Linked DNA regions of Rattus norvegicus: region 2 is linked to region 1. Evidence: chromatin contacts called from public Hi-C data. All regions are on one chromosome and are shown on one strand. The core of a region is the stretch at or near the end of the contact, and the rest is flanking DNA. Distances in the headings are between cores, read along the strand shown.

Region 1 (6,604 bases), core at 1,825-4,324:
AAGAGAGATGAGGAGGATGACGGGAAGCATAGGTTCTTAGGACAGTGGTTCCCGACCTTGCTGATGCTGTGATTCTTTAACACAGTCCCTCATGTGCTGACCCCAATCATAAAATTATTTTTGTTGCTACTTCATGACTGTACTTTTGCTACTGCTATGTATCAGAGTGTAAATATCTGATACTTCTGATGACCTTACGTTATGGCTCCTGAGAAAGGGTTACTCACCTCCAAAGAGGGGGTCTTGACTACAGTTTAGGAAGAGACCAGAGAAGATATGGCAAGGTGCTGTTCCTTCTACAAACTCAAGAGCAGTATAGAGGAAGATACTGGATGAACAGTGCCATTATTTAAATGGTCATTGCTAGTAAGTTGGTAAATTGTGTAAATAAAAGCTGTTTAAATGATTTAAATTTGTATGATGATCATGTTGTAATTTACTTTTATTATATAATGAAATAATGCCAGAAAGGTTAGTCTTCCCAAAATCAAAAAATGAAACCATGGCATAAGTATCCTGATGCTCTGATAACTTTGCTTTGTCAGTAACAAATTGACATATAAGGGAAATTCTCACTATTTCCATAATTGAGCAAAAAATTGTGTTTTGCCTTCACATTGTACATTCATCCCTAAAATCAACAGGCTTCTAGAGAGAATTATGGTCATCTTGATATTTGAAGAAGCTTGTTTAGGTTATGTTTTAGTCTTTGATGTATTTAAAGTGTATATTTTAATATAGGTAATGTAGGCTTTAAATTTGAATATGCATGTTCAAATTCTTTAAATGTGATGAGTGTAATTTATTGTTTAAAAACATTCTTATGTTTAAGAAAATTTTAAATTGTTTATTTCATGGTAATTTATTCTATTATCAGTTATATCAAGAAACTGCATTACACTTTTTTTTCTTTTCTTTTTTTTCGGAGCTGGGGACCGAACCCAGGGCCTTGTGCTTGCTAGGCAAGCGCTCTACCACTGAGCTAAATCCCCAACCCCCTTTTTTTTTTCTTTTGAGAGAGGGTTATCATTGTGTAGCTATGGCTGGCCTAAAACCCTATGTAGATCAGGCTGGCCTGGAACTCACAGAGATCCACCTACCTCTGCCTCCCGATTGCTAGAATGAAAGATATATACCACACTTGGCCATTTGCATATTCTTGAGTGTTTTCCTTTTCATATTAGAATGTATAATGCTTATTTATTTATTTTAGATTTTTCCACTTTTAATTATGTGTGCCTGTGAGAATCTGTGATGGGTTGTGTGCATATGAGTGAGGTTACCTAGAGAGGCAAGAAGGGTCCGTCGGATCCTTGGAGCTGGACTCACAGGCAGGTGAGAGCTGACTGACCTGGGTGCTGGGATTTGAACTCAGGTCTTCTGCCAAAGCAGTACAAGCTCTTAAGCACTGAGTCATCTCTCCAGCCCTTATGGTGTTTACTTTTGAAACAGAAATTCAGGAAATGAAAATACAAGTGATTGAGATTTGACATTGTTGGGCTCAGTAGGATGACACCCGCATATTACCATTAGCAATGTAAAAGTTCAAGTCCACCAAAACCACCTACACTGGTCTTTAAAGGTTTACACAGGGTTTATCATTTTTAGCCAGTGAAGCAGAGAATGTTACTTATCATATAAATTCTTCAAACATTTAAAATTTCCTAAGAAATGTATCATCTAATGAGTTAAATATTAGGGACAGATTAATATGGTTCTTTTAAGAAGTTCGTATCTTTAAAGGTTGTATTTAGTGTGTCTGCCGTTTGGTTTTTGTAACCTTGGCTGTTACAGCATTACTCTTCCGACCTCTCATTTCTGTAAATAGCAAACTCTTTCTGCTCACACAGGAAGTCCTGCATGTTGCAAGCGTGGAAATGCAGATAACGGCTGCAGTGTCCTTCCTGACCATCCTTCAGGAAGAATCAATGTCAGTCCACACGTTTGCACACTCCTTCCTGCAAGTCATTCTCCTGCACCTGGAGCACAGGGATACAGGTTGGGCCCAGCATGCTCAGTTACATTCTTGTTTATGTTACCTGGCGAGGGGCTGTGGTTCATTTGCCTCCTGTGGGCCTGATGAGAAGGGCTGAGGTCCTGTAGGAAAGATCCCCGGGAGAGAGAGCATAGGAGTGCTTCCTCCAGACCTTTCTTCCCTTAGATGTTTCCTTCACATTTACGCTCGTGGGATTATCATACAGTAAGAATAGCATATCCCTTCCTCAAATTACTTTTCAGCATTTATAATTTTCTAAAGTTATTCAAGACAAAAGCTGTAGAACATATCTTAGACTAGTAAACAATAATCCTTACTTTTTATAAAATGGCATTGCAGCTGTTGATGGACGAGTTGAGAATGTTTGTCCCTGAGATGTTTGACCTAGTGTGTTGCATCTATGCCCATTAGGTGTCAGCAATGCATGGCTGGAAACACTTCTCTCTGCAGTAGAATTATTGCCAAAAGAAACCCTGAGGCATGAGGTAATTCTGTGTCCCTTTTTTGCTTTTTGTAAATAGTAAGTTGTGTTGCAATTTTTTTTTTAAAGAAATAAGGTTGTTTTCCATTGTGAAAGCAACACATACTCATTGCAGAAAACGTAAGTAATTCAGAAACTGTAAGGAAGAAAGACGACGTCTACTTGTGTAATTGGCTGGTTTTAAGTTGTTCCCGAGCTCTGTCCTTCAGCTTTCCCTCTGTGGTTGCTGCTTGCCACACCAGGAATTATACTGAGTCGGAACATGGACACTTTTCACTCAGCATCATTTTCATGTGTGTAGTTGCAAGTTATTTACTTATTAGATGCTGGAAGCGATTTTTGGCCTTCTCTTTTATTATCAAAATACAGCATCTCTGTAGAGCTTTTCAGGTGTTCTGTAATTGTAGCATTTATAAAAGTGGTGTCCCCCGGTGAGGGGACATTAATATTCTTAAGCTCTTCCCTAAATCTGTGAAATACAGTTCTCCGAGTTTTTATTAACAGTGGTGTTCCGCTGGGATGTGGCTCAGCTGGTAGAGAGCTTGGTCAGCAGGCTCTAAAGCCTGGGTTTGATCCCAGGATGCCATTAGCCAGGCATGGGGTCATCTGACTGTAACCCTGGCACTCAGAAGCTGAAGGGAGGAGACTGCAAGGTCCTTGGCTGCACTGTGAATTCCAGTTTATCCTGGGTCGTGTGCGACTGCCTTAAAGTCAACAATAAAAATGATGTTCCAATTTAATTTGGTAGACTGAATGCATGAATGCATTTTAACTGGAAATTTCAAATTATACTGTTGACTATTTTTTCATATATGTAATTGGTTGCATTTATTTAGAAATTATCTGATCCTGTCCTGTAGGCACCATTTATATACACCACCTCTCTGCCGTCCTTGTTACATTTCTATCTATTTGTATAAAAATTAGTCCCAGGTGGCATTTGCCTTTCTGTGTTTTTGTTTTTTTGTTTTTTTTCTTTTTTTTTTTTTCGGAGCTGGGGACCGAACCCAGGGCCTTGCGCTTGCTAGGCTAGCGCTCTACCACTGAGCTAAATCCCCAACGGCATTTGCCTTTCAATTTTCAATGTGGTTCATTTTTACTCTTGAAAATTTTTATTATAAATCAAGATGACAGACTAGAAAAACCAGCAAATCTGTCTTCTAATGAAATAACTTTGCATTCTTTGAACACTCTCCTTGTATGTATTTCTTTGTAAATATGGTAAGAAGTTATTCATTGAAATGTCCTCCACAGATCTCCTTGTGTCTTTGTCCACACTCTAGTTTGCCGTTCTGTCACAGTACCAGAATACTCTCTGTAAGCCGGCACCTGTTATCCAGTAATGTGTTGTGCCCGATGGCAGGCATCTAAACACCCCGTAGAGTGAGCAGCCGAGCACAGTACACAGGGTGTTCCAGCGTTTTTGAATTTGAAGAGTGGTGTGAACATGAATGGAGCAATCGCTACTCAAGAGTGCTTGGCATCTTTAGCATGTGACCTTTCATACAATCGTTGGCATGAGAAATAGCAATGTTAAAAATTAAAGAATGAGTATGAGAACGACAGACCACTATTTGTAATTCTTTGCAGTGTGCCATGCTGTTGGGTATTTTAGTGCCTAGAAGATGACTAATACAGCACCAGACTCTGGTCTTTTTGTCCAAAAAACTGAATTTCCTAAACATTTTTCCCATATTGTCAGAATAAATTTAAAATTCCATGTGAAACAAAGTTCAGAGTATCTGGTGGCCAGTTTGTCTTTCTCTGTTGAAAATGTGTATTTCAAAATGATCCTTCCTCTGCACTCAGATCGGTGCAGAGCTCGCCCAGGAGCTTTACCTCGTGCTTTGTTTCTAGTTGGTTTCAGTTGCTTTGTCATTTGTGCCTCAGCCGAGAAGGCAGAGATGACCTCAGTTAAGAGTGATCATGTCCCTCAGTTGTAATTCATGCTCTTTAACAAAGTTTGAAAATGAAAATATTGTTTGAAGCCGTTGTTGTTAGCAACGGGAGTGTCTAATTCTCTGTCCATCCGTTTATCTCTCAATCGTTCCCTTTTAGATTCTGAATCCACTTGTGTCCAAGGCACAGCTTTCCCAGACTGTCCAGTCGCGTTTAGTTAGCTGTAAGATTTTAGGAAAACTAACCAACAAATTTGATGCCCATAGGTGAGTATTTGTACGTAATTGTGTTTCTTTTATCAAATTGATTTAAAACACATAAAGCTATGTTAGCAATGGTTACTGTTGCATTATTCTACACACTCACAACCTTAGCCATTGCAGCTGTACAGACATCTCAGACAAGAGTCTACTGGAAGCATTTCTTCTCAGTTTCATGGGGTTTCAAGGTCGAGCTAAATCATCCTCTAGCTCCCATCTTAGTCTTCCCAATACATACCATGGTTGTCTTGGGACTTCCATAATTGACAGACTTGACATGAAGATAGGATTTCTGCTTTCTTACACCACTGCTCTGAACTCTGTATTTTGGATAATCTCATAACACAGCGTGTCTGCTGCCCATGCTGCTCACGGTACATATGGTGGGATATAACATGAGAGTCTCAAAGCAGACGCCTGCTCCTGCAGTGCTACAGCTTTCTGAGTTAACTATGCGTATTTAACTGCCGTACAAAGTTAACCATTACTTTTAACAAATACTGTCATACATGTGTTACACGTAACTGATGATAACACCCAAATTATGTAAAAATGCAATATAAACTGTGAAATCTTATGTTCAAGAATATTAGGGTAATAAGCTAAGTCATGATATCTATATCTATATTTATATATACATACATGAGCATATTATTTGAACATGTACATACACACAAATGTATATACAGCACATATGTATAATCCATGTTGATATAGCTAACCTGAATGTCCCTTTATCATTCCCTTCCAGATCCTTCCCCTTCTCACTTTGATTCCTCTTTTTCTTCCATGTCTACCATGTCTAATTAGTGCTGCCTACATGCACATGGATGTGGGCAACCTGTCTACCCACCTTGAAGAAAATGACCCCATGACCTTTGCCAGTAACTTCTCAACTCAGGGTGGAATCTCATGTGTCCCTCTCCTGTTATTGCTGGGATGTTGCCTGGCTTGTTCTTCTGCCAGTAACTGAAGTTACTGTAAATTCAGAGCATGCCTCTCCCTCTTCTGTTTCTTACCTTCTGTCTGCCTTCCCTTTCGCAGTGTTTCCTGACCCTTGTAGGGCTGTCTGATATATGGTTGAATACTCAGTGGGTGCTTACTCTCTCTCAGCCCTTTGACCAGATGTGACTCTCTCACACTGGCTCTCCCACTGCTGAAAGAAGCATCTCTCTCAGCTGAGAGCAGCACTGCTCTGTAGGCACAAACGTAAATGCTTAGAAGGCAGTCCGACAGCTGTGCATTTAGCAGAGTAACTGCCCTAAGGTTCTGCCTATGGCCTGTAGCCTCCCAGCTGTGGGTTTTTGACAAGATTTACAGTAAGAGGCATGGATTTCCTCCTATGGCATAGCACTAACACCCAATCAGAGAGCAGTTTATTACCTCCAGAACAGTCTCGCCACCATTGCACAGACGTCACATCTTGCCTCATGGTCAGTCAGTATTGCTACATGCAAGAGCAGCACTGGGGAATTGTGCTGATAACTTTTCCCACTGGTTGTTCACATTGCCTCTTCTGGCACCATGAAAACTGGCCAGCAGGGTAGAAGTCTTCAGGTCAGTGCTGACTTGATTTCTCTATAACCTATAGAACAACCAAAGTATGTAGTGTCTTAAGTGATAGTGTCTTACTATATAGTTATATGGGCAGCCAAGAACAAGATCAGTAATAGGGAAACATCACACATCTGGTAGTAAGGTTTTTATTTAATAACCCATATCTTCTAAGGAAAAGAGTGTTGTGTACCCTTGCAGGGTACTGCCATTCAAACTCCTTTATAAAAACATGTATCTTAAAAATCACCTGATGAATGGTTTTCCTAAAGCTTTTCCACACGCCCTTAGTTGGGTTAACCTACTCAGTAAGTGTTCTGTTGCTGTGAAGAGATGTGGTGACATCTTCCCAACTCTTATAGAAAACAGCATTCAGCTGGGGCTGGCTTACAGTTCAGACGTTCAGTCCATTAT
Region 2 (6,604 bases), core at 2,858-5,357, 48 kb after region 1:
GGAAGCAAGTGAGGCCAGCCACTACATGACTCTATACTGAACATGTTTCTGAGTGTCTGCAAATGGTCCTTCTACCTGAGGCTTTGTGAATCTCCTGGTATAGCCATAAGCTCCAGATTCATCCACTCCATACTTTGTTAGAGCTGGAAGAAATTGGGATTACAAAAATCATGGGATCTCCCTTGGCATTTGGCCTCTGCCAGTCATTGTGTGAGCGTGTTCAAACTAGCTTCCCCAACCTTCACCTTTATCCCCTTAAAGGAAGCAGTGTCCCTACTCTGCTTGCTGCATTGACTGCCAGAAAGAAGGAATATGCAACCCGTTCCTTCCTGTGGTGGATAGTACCTTGCATATGTCAGCTCTTATAGCTCTGTGACTATAGCAAGTGAGAGTCCCGATTTTTACATAAAACTTCCAAGACCAAGGGACTGAAGAGATGGCTTGCAGATAAAAGCTCATACTTGTACAGAGGACTCGTTTGTTTTCCACACCCATGTTGGGTGGCTCACAACTCCAGTTCAAGAAGGATCCAGTACTTCTGACCTCCTGGTATATCTGCACTCACATGCACAAACCCGCCCACTATAATAATGGCAGCAACAATACATCCAAGGGCAGAGATTTTTGCCCCAGATCACAAAAGCAGGGAATGGGGAGCCCAGATGCAGCATGAGTCTTGCTGATCATAAGCTGCTCGTTTAATAGCCCCGTGTGACCTCTTCCAAACATTAGATGAAAACTAGGCAGGAGAGCTATGGAAACTGAGGCCTGCAGGTCTGCAGGTGGTGAGAGTGGGGACCTCAGGGACAGCATTGGTCCCTCCTCAATGTATACTGAACGTGTAAAACAGGGACCTTGTTTGCAGAACATCCTTTAGTACTAACTACACTGACCAGAAGAAGAAAGGGGGGAAATAGAGTCAGATTCTTTTGGCTTTGAGGCAACAGAAGATTCAAAATACCTTTGAACAAGATGTAGTCCACCAGAATTAACTTTGTTTCAGGATTAATCTCATCAAAAAGCTTGGGGATTTTCCCCTCAGTCTCTTTGTTAATGTAATGGTTCATGAGCCCTCTGGCTTGTGAAGAATTTCGAAAATTTGTAGGCACGTACTCTGTATCAAAATACATTGTGGATAGATTGAAATAGGTCTTTTTAATTTCAAAGTCCTTGTGGATGAAGGCAAAGCTACCCTGGGTGAGGCCCAATTTCTTGTTGCTGGAAAAGGTCTCTTTGACTCTCTTGAAGAGGGCTGGAAGGATCAGGGGTCCTGCCTGGCTCAGGGCCTGTAGGTTGAGCCCATTTTCTACCTGCACTTTGGTCTCTCCCTTGGCCCCCAGCATCAAGTTCACCATAGCCACAGACAGGCCAAATGGTGAGAAGATCACATTGCCATCGTGCCTCATGGAGATCTTTCGAAGCAGGCTGAACCCAAAGCTTGAAGTCTCATTGGAGAGTTGCTGGCTGGCCCTTAGCCAGTATTCATTATCATCCCTGGGATCAGCCCATTCGTACTCTTCCCAAGTTTGATTCTCGTAATCCTGAGACACCAGGCGAATGGGAGCCTCTGGTGAATGGGAGCTGAGATTGAAACTGCTCACCAGCCACACCTCTGCAAGGAGCACAGGAAGAAAGAGGCTAGAAACCACCCTCATGTGGTCAGCTGTGGAGGCCAGGGGCCACTTCCCTTCATCCTAGGCAGAGAGAAAGAATGAATGGATGAGAATAAAGAATATCTCAACACTGAATCAAATGTCTTTGCCAGGAAAACATTTCTCCCGTGACCCTTCTTCCTTCTACCAAGTAAAGTCTGGGATCCTGTGGTTTTATTGCTGGTTAGCTATACCCTAGGCTGACCTGGACCATAAAGGTGGTGTATTCATTCACCTGGTTTGGGGAGGGGGGCATTTTACAAGACTTCCTCCAGGTCCCATCTTCTTGAGCAGGTCCTCAAGCAGCTTGAGGTCCCTCCCCTAGTTTCTGTCTCTTTGCTTTCCTCTGGCAGGCCCAGATATAGAGCAGGAGCAGGTAGGAGTTGGGGCCATTTCCTGATCTGCTTCAAGCTTTTCCTCTATTTGGCCATTAGGCATATCAAACAGCTCCTCCATGCTGAGTCACCTGACCTTGATGTGTGACACCTTTGACTAGGGATTTGTAGGGTCCAAGAGGGAATCCAGCAAAGAAAAGGAGGCTTCCCCACACAGTTTTCGATTTAACCCTCTCCTTTCCTGCGTCTCCTTACACAGTTCCTGATAGGTCTCCTCTCATTCCTCTACCCACAGCTTCCAGATGGCTGCAGGAAACACGGCTGATTCTTTTTCTACACAAGACCTGGACTCAAGTTACCCAGTCTTATTGTCCTGTGATGGCATACACGGGTTGGCCATACCCCAGTTCCCCAGGCTGCGGGAGTGTACCCCTGCCCTGGCAGTGGCTTTCCAGCCCCACACTCCTTCCTCTGACTCTCTGTCCCTTCCTCTCTTGAGGACTCTCTGCACACTCAGATACAAAACCTGCTCTGGGGCTGTGCCATTACGTTGTGCTCATAGCAATATTACCAGTGTCCTAGAGGCTGACTGGGTATGCCACTAAGATGTCCCCAATAGCTCACTATCCACTGGACAGTAGGAAAGCCTGGATGGCAAGATGCTCAAGTCATAGGTGTTAGAGATTCATGATAGCTCCTATCAGCAGAGCTCCTCCTCATTCTAACCATTGGACCCTAAGTTAAAATGTGACAAGAAGCTCTCCAACTGCTCCCCAGTCCCTCTTCTGTACCTGTCACAAACCACAAACAGCCCCAGGACACAAGCCCTGGCCCTTGCTTTGCTAAATGGCCCCAAAGAATCCATGGTCCCCACCTTCTAGCTTTAAAGACCCTGCTGGGTTTACCAAATGTCACCATTTAGGAATTGCTTCCCAGTCACAATGACAAGATCCCTTGGTAGGTCACCACATTGGTGTAAGTGTTGGGTCATTACCTCTTTCTAGGTACAAAACATCTCCAGTACCATACCTTCAATTTTTAAATGGACATCCTTCAGAACTCGAAACCTAGGCCATATCCTCCAAGGTAAGGGTATGACAAGGTGGGGCCTTTGAAAAATAACTAAATGAAGTCTGAATTGTGGGGAGATTGTGAGGAATTTAGTGTCCTTAAAAAGAGGAAGAGACACCAGAACCTCCCTCTCTTCACCAAGAACACTGAGAAGACCACTCACTACCTGCAAACCAGGAGGTAGGCCTTCACTGCAGCCCAACCATGCTAGCCCTCACCTAGGGCCTCCAGAACTGTGAAAACACGTGTTAAACTTCCAGAATTGGCTATTTCATCCCAACGGCCTGAGCTGCCCATGAGAATTCTGTCATGGCATTTAGCTCTGCCTTGTAAATTAAGCCCTCAGATTAGTTCCAATTCCATAGTTATTTCTTACTGCCTCAGCCATCAGAAAATTTCCCAACACACCAGCACAATGTTCCCCTTTCCTAGAACTAAGTCTCCTGAAGTAGCTCTGTAACATCTGGTCGTTACTACACCCACTTATTGAACAATGTAACCTGTCCTTTTTGGCCATTGATTATCATGGGAACCATCCACAATATACACAGAGTGCTCCTGGGACCTGGGGCACCATTAGGTGTCACACACAGTTTGAAATGGGCTATGAAATGGACAGGAAATGGGGCCTCTACCTGACTCTCAGCCCTGAGCATGTGTGTAGAACAGTACACCCCTTGCCTCTCTCCAGCCCTGGCTCATTTGCCTGGGCAGTGAGCTGGGGCAGGCAAATAAATACCAAGCCTTCAGAGCCCTTCCCTGGCCATCTATCTATGGCTAACATGCCTTTTATGCTACCCGGAGCCCAACTTCAAAGTACAGTCCTTTGGAGTTTAGATGAAACTCCCCCACTCCACCACACTCCCCGCTGAAGCCCACTGGGAGACAGTAAGAATGGCTCTTCTCCCCACCCCTCCCTATTAGACACTCTAGAGGGCCCCCTACCATCCACCAGCACTTACCAGTTCCGGACCTCTGGTGTAGAGAAGATCATTCAGAGCAAAGAAGTAAGCATACGTTTTGCAGTCTGAAGCCTTCAGTAAATATTTGTTAATCCAAAGTGTGGGCCTTTTGGAACTGTTACTGATTAACACCCTGCTGGGATGTGACTGAGTTTCTGGAAAACCAAAGAACTTCTGGTATTCCCTAGGCTTGTCCTGTGGCCCCAACTATAACCAGAACTCACAAGAGGCTCACTCTCACTGGGGTGGGGGGTAAAGGTCCTAGAATTTTGGTGGGCTTCATGGCTGCTTCTGGGGACCATAAAGGGGTTTGGGTAGCATTTAAGACCTACTCTCTTGTCCGCAAGGAACTGTCAGCCCAGTGGTGGATACTGGATTCCTGCTGGGTCACGTCTTACAATACAAGCCCTGCCACAAGGTCAATGTACTACCTTCTCAAGCACTCAAAGTTGGAAGGCATCCTGTAAGACACAACTTTTCAGACCTACTAGGTTGTCATATGTAAATCTTGCTATATGTCCCTTCCTATCCTTGAAGTGAGACAAAATTAATACAGCTTACCCACAGAATCAAAAACACATTGATAGGGGTTAGGGTTATAGCTCTGTTGAGTGTTCCCAGGATTTGGTCCCCAGCATTGCATAAAATAAAGCACAGTGGAGCACAGTTGTAATCCCAGTACTGTGGAGGTGGGGGCAGGAGGATCAGAAGCTCAAGGTCGTCCTTGGCTACATAGCAAGTTTAAGGCCAGGCTGGTTACATAGGACCCTATCTGAGAAAATAAATAAAAGGATTTCTCAAATAACAAAACAGATAAACAATAATAATATTCCAACTATAATATGAAGGCAAACGACAACAACAGCAACAACAACAACAACAGCAGCAGCAACAACAACAACAACAACAACAACAACAACAACAACAACAACAACATGTCTTAAAATACAGTGCCATTCCAGGATATCTGTGCTAGCAGGTGTGACCATTTGCTCATCTCATGATGGAGGACCAGTGGTTGGACAGGAGGGTAGCCACTGGGGAAGAACTCCATTAAGCAGTGCACTGGCTGACAGGAAGTTTGTGGCCTGTCATCCTGAGAGCCACCTTACTAGAAAGCAGACCTAGGAGTGGTTTTTATACAGCAGGCAGGTGATCACCAGCTGGCAGGCTGCTTCTCATGGGTAGAGGTGGCTAGCTGACACATCTCACCTGGACCAAGGACTCCCAAGGCATTTTCAGTTCTTCAAACCACAACATTGATGTGGATTAGTATATTTTATTAAAGATCATAACATTGCTGTCTTAGGTTTGTATTCCTGCACAACACATCATGAAACATCATGACCAAGAAGCAAGTTGGGGAGGAAAGGGTTTACTCAGTTTACACTTCCACATTGCTGTTCATCACCAAAGGAAGTCAGGACTGGAACTCACACAGGGGAGAAACTTGGAGACAGGAGGTGATGTAGAAGCCATGGAGTGGTACTGCTTACTGGCTTGCTCCTCATGGCTTGCTCAACCTGCTCTCTTATAGAACCCAGGATCACCAGCCCGGGGACAGCACCACCCACCCACAATGGGCTGGGTCCTCCCACCTTGATCACTAATTGAGAAAATGCCTTACAGCTGGATCTCACGGAGGCATTTCCTTAAGGGAGACTCCTTTCTCTGTGATAACTCCAGCTTGTGTCAAATTGACACATAAAACCAGCCTGTACAATTGCCTTGTTATTGGTTAGTTTGCCTCAGTGTGGGGAGGTAGTTATCCAGAGAAGTAGGACATTGCTGTTGACAGGTCTAGAGCTCTGTCAAGTGAGTGACCTCTATCCTTTTTTAAAAGATTTATTATATATATATATATATATATATATATATATATGTATGTATATATATAAATACATGGTCGCTATCTTCAGACACACCAGAAGAGCACATCAGATACCATTACAGATGGTTGTGAGCCACCATATGGTTGCTGGGAATTGAACTCAGAACCTCTGGAAGAGCAGTCACTCTTAACCATTGAGGCATTTCTCATCTATTCTTATCTGACCCATATTGAAAGAGCAGGCAAGCTTCACCTACAGGATGGATACAAGCCCGTTTTCCACATTCCAATGTAATCACATTTTTCCAAAGCAAACAGCAAGTCCAGTAGAGTTTGCTACCGTGTCGAACTCAAGCCCTGGCCATGACTAATGGAATAGCAAACTCCTAAATTCTACCTTTGGGGTGTGACAAAATTCCCATTTATTCTCATTCTTCATTCTTGCCTACATCATCCTCTAAAGAATAGTTATCACAGGAATGTGGAGAACCACAGAAATCAACACCAATTATCTGAGATATTTGGGGTCTTTGTGGGGGATCTCTTGATTTGACCACAGGATTTTTCTGTTTCTTGGAGGAGAGATGAAAGTAAGTAAAGAACAGTAAGGATAGGGATCTGAAAGATATTTCTGGAACAACCTAGATCAGATATTTGACATAAAGTGTGTTTTTTGTGGACTTACTGACAGAAGCATGACCCTGGTAGTATCGGGTCCAAGTGCATTCCATTACTGGGACTAAACATGGGCCT

Evidence for each region. Hi-C and Micro-C count contacts between places; a contact is called where the count stands out from the background.
Region 2: a Hi-C map of liver shows a contact between it and region 1, with 2.1 times the contacts expected there. The contact joins the promoter of Serpina10 here to the enhancer-like site in region 1. A contact is called at or near these places in 2 of 12 Hi-C or Micro-C datasets (hepatocytes and liver).

The regions. Positions count from the first base shown.
Region 1 is chr6:128,478,252-128,484,855 of GRCr8, forward strand. It overlaps Ppp4r4 (protein phosphatase 4, regulatory subunit 4), which reads left to right. Exons shown (of 25, transcript NM_001414974.1): 4 at 1,851-1,998; 5 at 2,408-2,481; 6 at 4,536-4,642. Among named protein-coding and RNA genes, the nearest start is that of Serpina10, 48 kb to the right of the region's middle. Within about 2 kb of position 3,075, at least 3 of the 93 cell types and tissues checked have an H3K27ac peak or open chromatin away from gene starts, as enhancers often do. A contact at or near this core is called in liver, where this site is marked.
Region 2 is chr6:128,525,225-128,531,828 of GRCr8, forward strand. Serpina10 (serpin family A member 10) reads right to left here and starts at 4,108. Exons shown (of 5, transcript NM_133617.2): 1 at 4,021-4,108; 2 at 962-1,694. The coding sequence starts at 1,655.